Regions from separate parts of the Rattus norvegicus genome. Here region 2 is linked to region 1. The links are chromatin contacts, called in public Hi-C maps. All regions are on one chromosome and are shown on one strand. Each heading gives the region's core, a stretch centred on a gene start, on an enhancer-like site or on the middle of the called end of the contact. The rest is flanking DNA. Distances are from core to core; before and after follow the strand shown.

Region 1 (2,952 bases), core at 142-2,641:
AATGTCTCCTCATTAGGGGTAGGACTTCATGCTTCCTTCCCCTCTCCATGGTAAGATATTGTCTGAGTTGGCCTTTTGCAGGTTATGAGGAAGCTGGCATAACCAGTGTGAGTTCATACTGTCCTGTCATATCCATAAAAACCCATTTTGTTTTAATCTGCACCACCTCTGCCTCCTATAATCTTTCTACTACCATCCTTTCCACAATAATTTTTGAGAGGAAGAAGTGTAATATAGACGCTCCTTTTAGTGGGGTTGAGCATTCCACAGTCTCTCATTCTCTGCATTGTGGCCTTTTGTGTATTTCTGCATTAATTTTTCACCTAATGCAAAATTAAGCTTCTCTGGTGAGCACCCACTATATTTCTTCATGTTCTATGATTCAAATATGTATAGTCTTCAGCAATGGGTCCTTATTGTCAAGGTAAGTCTGAAGAATAACCAAGAATATTAACAACAACTTATGAAATTGGGGGACCTATGGGACCATATTAGCCAACAAATCCAAAAGTAGTAAGCCATTTCTGGTACTGGGATTTTTATTTGTTAATCGGTACTGTTGAGAAAGGGCATTGTTGCCCTTCTCTAGGGTACCCACAGCTTAATTATTTTTCCAATGTCTTTCTGTTTCTTTTTTTTCACATCTTAACCTTCCTTTAGAAAAAAATTACTTGTTTTGTTAATACACAGAAGTCTGCATGGAGATACCCAGTGGAAACTGGGGTATAACTGTTCAGAATCTCACAAAATAATATGGTTTATCTCAGTGCAAACATCAAGAGTCACTGATGGCTTAAATAGACATTCCTGTGTGGGAAAGGATCACCCCAATGCTCAAAAATGGTCTCAGCTTTGGAACGTGCATGATGCCAGTAAATCTTAAAGTTCTATGTGAACTTAACTTTATGAAAAATAATTAACTACCTGAAAAAAATAAATAAAAACACAAAGGGTTTACTTCTATACAGCTACTCAAATGCCCACATCTTATTTCCAATGCCCTTTCCTGGACTCACAGTTTTTAGGCTCATGCAATTTTAGAGCTAGATTCATGCAAAGCAACCTTATACTCTGATTCACTCTGTCAAAAAGCCAATTTATTCATGTAAAACTGGAGGCATGCTTGGTCCAGGAGCTAGGCCAACTGTCTGCACATCCCTTCTGGTAGGTAGAACTATACAGGAAATCAAATTCCGGATCAGAAGGCTTCCTGAGGATTTTAGAAATAGAACAAAGGGGGAGATGTTATCAGGTTTTAGCAACCTGATCGACTTCCCTTCTCCAGTCTACCTCCCCACTTTTAGGCACACCCTTTTGTTTAGTATGTCACAGCATGCAAAAGGAAGTAGGTTCAAAGAAAATAGGAATCTGTCACCCATATAATTTCACTTAATCTGAAACAATTAAGTGCAACAGAAAACACTACAGGTCTCTCTCATTTCCAACATGCATTCCTGATAGAATCCTCATACTTTTTGAAGATTAGAGAACAGCTTTTTTTTTAGCAATGATTATGCAAATTTGCTTCTGAAGTTGACTATGACTATGATGTAATTTGAATGCTTCTGGCTTAATTTCAAAGACAGAGGTATTCTGTGTCTCCAAGCTCCATGAACTCATTCTGCTTGGGAATTCCCAGAAATCTCACATCAGTCATGACATTCTCTCTAGGTAGGGGCTCATTTATATTTGACAGGCTATACTAAATACATGGTGTATGAAGCAACTGAATAAAATAAATATATGTATGATAACATCAACAAAATTCCTTAGCTTGGGATCTTCTTAGATTATTTCCTTGTGTTTGCCTCCTTAGAATAAGACATCAAAGCACAGAAACACCTTCAGCTAGCAAGGTCTATTTGGTGATTCACATGAAATGTCCCCCCATAACCTCGCATGTTTGGACAGTGGGTCTCCAGCTAGTGGTGCTGTTTGGGAAAAACACAACTTTTAGGAGGAGAAGCCTTGTTGGTTTAAGTGACCCTTGAGGTTTTCTGTCTTAGCTTTACTTTCTGTTCACTGTCAGCTCCTGTAAATTCAATGTAACCAGCCACCTTCTGGTTGGCCTATCACTTGGGTAGACTGTTTGCCTTCAAGCTATATGCCAAAATATACAAATAAACCCTTTCTTCTCTAAGTTTCTGGTTGTCAAATGTTTGATCACAGAATGGAGATAAAAAATCTCTCTCTCCCTTTCTCTCTCACTGATTTCCATTCTCACTTAGAATCCTATTCAAAGCTAAGAGCCATGAATTCCTTATAGTATGCAGTTGGCACATGACCACAGCAGAAATCTCATCCTCTGTTGGCAAGTTTTCTACCACTGAAGCTATTTTCACAGTGATGTTAAGGGTAAAGGAAATGGGAAAAAAGAAAGGATATGGGAGTAAGAGAGTAGACAGAAGGAGTGAACTTTGTCCTGTGTTTTCGTTTTGAAGGACCATGTGAGATACAGAGTTTTTCTAAGTGTTGAATACAAGATGTCAAATTTAAGGACCAGGTCTGAGGCACTGGTTAGCACAGATCAAATAAGGCAGTCCCCAAGCAGGCTGTCAGTGTTCCACAGCTAAGCAACAGAGATGCAGGGAACCAAAATGAGTCTAAAGTCAGGATAGGCAAAGAGATGACAGAAAAAGTATACTGTCCCACCAGAAGTTGGGGACAGGGCAGTCAGTAAGTACAGTTAATGAGTCTTGGCTTCCTTTTTAAGAACTGAAATGTGAAAAAAGTTAAGCTAGTATTTGGGATACCAGTGTAAAGCAATGTGAGGGCTAATCATACCAGAAAGTCCAGTGAGCAGAAACTGATGCTTCCTGACTAAGCACACAAAGTCTGGCTCTCTTTTCATCCACTTGCCTCAGTAGAGACTTCTCAAAAGTTAGCAGGAAGGACTGTGGGTGACTCGTTATCCTCACAGCTCTTGAACAATTATATCTCCCTGCAAGTGGT
Region 2 (3,117 bases), core at 592-3,091, 360 kb after region 1:
ATATTTACATGATATATGTACATTGGTTCACATGCCAGGCTGCAATGTGCTGGGCCTCTCTGGCCATCTAACCTAGCCTACTTCAAGGAGTAGACCACTGGGCTCGAGGTAGAGCCTTTGCTGCTTTTGCTGAAGACCAGAGATGAACCCCCAGTACCTACATCTGGGAACTCCCAACCACTGAAACCACTCCAGTTCCAGGACATCAAACACCCTCTTCTAACCACAATAGGCCCTTGCACACATACATACATACATACATACATACATACACCCATACACATAAAAACAAAACCAAAAAACTGAGAAACTCCCCATCTTAAGCATAAAGTGGGAATCGCCTGGTGAGGAAAGACACTTGAGGTTGCTGGGCCTGCATGCACATACACAGGAATATTGGTTGTATGACAGCAACCTTCACAGCAAATTTCATCTTAAAAAAAAAAAAAAAATCTTCCTTTACAGCTGGCTAGAGGTTTCAACCAGGCTCCAAAGTGAGGGTTCATTTTCTTCCCCACCCCGTAACTTCCATTTTTCTGCATGTCTCACCATTTCAGACACTTCTCAGGCAATCAGGGGGCCATCTTGGAAGTTTTTGCCCCGACTCCCAGCTGTGTGCTCACCAGCTGTGGCTGAATTCAAGAAATGACAGCTTCAGACTGTTCTCCTTCATAGCATTTAGAGGGAAGTTGCCCTAACCTTCTGAATGACGGGCTGCTGGGAGAGAAAACCTTACTAGTTGAGAGGCTGTCTGCTCTGTTTCCTCCAGGGGAGCACTTAAGGACTTTAGATCAGGCAGCTCCCTGCCGGGAGCAGGAGGGGTAAGATGAGGCCAAGGAGGGCCAGCCCTTCCTTCCCCTTGTCATTCTCCAAATTAGGGCTGGCTGCCATTTTTTTTCTCCCCAATTAAAAGTACCGAAGAGAATTTAAAGGAGACCTGTCCTGTGTCTGTAAATAAATAGCCTGTTTGGCCAAACAGAAAAGGCACCATGTTGCGTGAGTTATTGGATGTATTGTCTTTAATATGTGAATGTGTTCTCAAGAACAAAGTGGCAGCAATCTATACATTTAATTAGTATCAAAGCAACTTCAATGTACCGTTCACAGCAAGGGGGAGAGAAGTAAACTGCTTAAATGCATAGACTTAAAAAAAAAAAATCCTCGTTCTAGGCAAAGGAACCACCGGAACAGTAAGATAAAGAGATCTTAATTAACACCAAATCCATCTACTTCCCCTGCTCCAGAACCGAAACAGAATGCTAAGGCAATTTGCTTGGAGAGCAGTTTTGCACCATAAATCTGGGCCGTGTTTTTCTGTGCGTTTGCCCTGCAGTAAGCTTAAAGAGAAACTCAGGCACCAAAACCTTCAGTTCAGCCTTGGAGGCAAAGCAAAGCGCTAATCAGCCGCAATGGTGATTACATAACACCCCACCCCCACCGCCACCCCCACCCCAAGCCTCAAGAGGCAGGGTTTGGCTTCTGGTTAGAGCAAATGCCTTTCTTTTTTGCCTCTGTGAGAGTCATTGAAAATGCTCTTTAAGGACCAAAAGTCAGGGCATGTGTGTTTTCAGAAGAAATGGAGGTCACTTGAGGGTGACTTCTGAGTACACCCCCAAGCCAAAATGAATCTGTATCGATATCTAAAGTGCATCTGCTTTTAGAGCAGAAGCCACCATCTGTTCCTAATTGGTGCCCTGGAGGTACTCCCGGTGGAAAAAAGAGCCGGGCCAGAGCAGCCGCGCCTCCCCGGGGCTGCAGACTCCGCTCTGGGCCTTGCTGGTGCAATCGAGTGCTCCTCTCTTAGATAATGCCAGGTATTCTGGAAAGTAGCCGTGTAATAATACACAAACCCCTGATGATGTCAGCGTGTTATTGACTTTCCAAGTCTGAATGACTGAGCAGAGGAGCGGGGGGTGGGGCGCCATCCATCCGGCGGCGCAGAGACCAGCCGAGCGAAAATGGGCTCACAGTCCGGCGGGGGAGGGGAACTGCGGCGGCTGCCTGGCCAGGCTGGATGGATCTCAGCCGCAGCAGGATCGCCTCCACCAAGTCAAGAGGGGGCCTTGGGCTAGGGAGAAGGGGTTTTCAATGTTATGTTTAGCCAAAAATTCATCTGGCTGATAGAACTGGTCCCACCACCTACCTCCAAGCCCATACCACGCGGCAGAGGAGGTTACAAGGCTAGCAGCAGTCACCAAGGGAAGTAGAGATTGCAAAGGCCTTGCCCCATCCCAACATTTCGACATACACACAAGATACAGTCTTCAAGGTCTGGAAAGCTCCGGGTCCCTTTTCCTGCTGGAGTCCCCGATCCAAGGAGCCTCTAGGAACCTGCACCTCAGCTCTGGTGACATTTTGTAAGCCATGGTGTCCGTGTTTCCTTACAGGTGCACGTGTTTCGTTACAGGTGCACAGTGTAGGCTCCTCTTCCCACCTTGCAAACTGGACCATTGGGTACTCAACCATCTTCAGTGCTAGGTTAACAGAATTTGCATTAAAAGATCCAGAACCACCCCCCCTCCCCCTGTTTGTGCTACCAACTCGGGTGGGGCCAGTGCCACCAAGCTGGTGTCTCCTGGAGCCCTGGCTTTTTTTTTCCCCCCCCCCCTTGCACATCCAGCATACCCAGCTTGGATAGTGACACCAGAGGAGGAGAAGGCCACAGACTGTTTTCCCTGTCGCAGGCCTGTGCAAATGCCACCAAGAAGCCAAGTCTTATTTAGCTCAGGAAGGAAGGGGAGGGCTGGGCCTGTGCAGAGATGAAAGCGAACTAGTGCTTTGGAGATGCAGGACTATTCAAGGCTTCTGAGCTTGGGCTGAGGGCTCAACCTGTTTGTGGACACATCATCGAAGTGGGGAGAGCCATTGTCTTCTGGGCAACTAGGGAGTTATACATCTAGACTTTGCACCTCTCTGTCTCCTTTTTTTCAAATGGGCAACTCTTTCTGGAAACACTGCACTCAGGTCAAAGCCCCTCTTCCTGTTTCAGAAAACAGCCTACAGACTCTTGGTTTCCTAAATTCCACCCTAACCAGCAGCCTCCAGTCCCAGTTGAAGCTGCAGCCCCTTCTAAAGCTCCCACATCCACGAGGTTCCTGAAAGAACCACTTAGTCCAA

The links. Hi-C and Micro-C count contacts between places; a contact is called where the count stands out from the background.
Region 2: a contact with region 1 is called in a Hi-C map of frontal cortex, with 1.8 times the contacts expected there. The contact joins two enhancer-like sites. A contact is called at or near these places in 1 of 12 Hi-C or Micro-C datasets (frontal cortex) and 1 of 1 datasets of contacts at active chromatin or transcription factors (oligodendrocytes).

What each region holds. Positions count from the first base shown.
Region 1 is chr2:106,224,225-106,227,176 of GRCr8, forward strand. No RefSeq gene overlaps it. Among named protein-coding and RNA genes, the nearest start is that of Tbl1xr1, 500 kb to the right of the region's middle. Within about 2 kb of position 1,392, at least 4 of the 93 cell types and tissues checked have an H3K27ac peak or open chromatin away from gene starts, as enhancers often do.
Region 2 is chr2:106,585,745-106,588,861 of GRCr8, forward strand. No RefSeq gene overlaps it. Among named protein-coding and RNA genes, the nearest start is that of Tbl1xr1, 140 kb to the right of the region's middle. Within about 2 kb of position 1,842, at least 89 of the 93 cell types and tissues checked have an H3K27ac peak or open chromatin away from gene starts, as enhancers often do.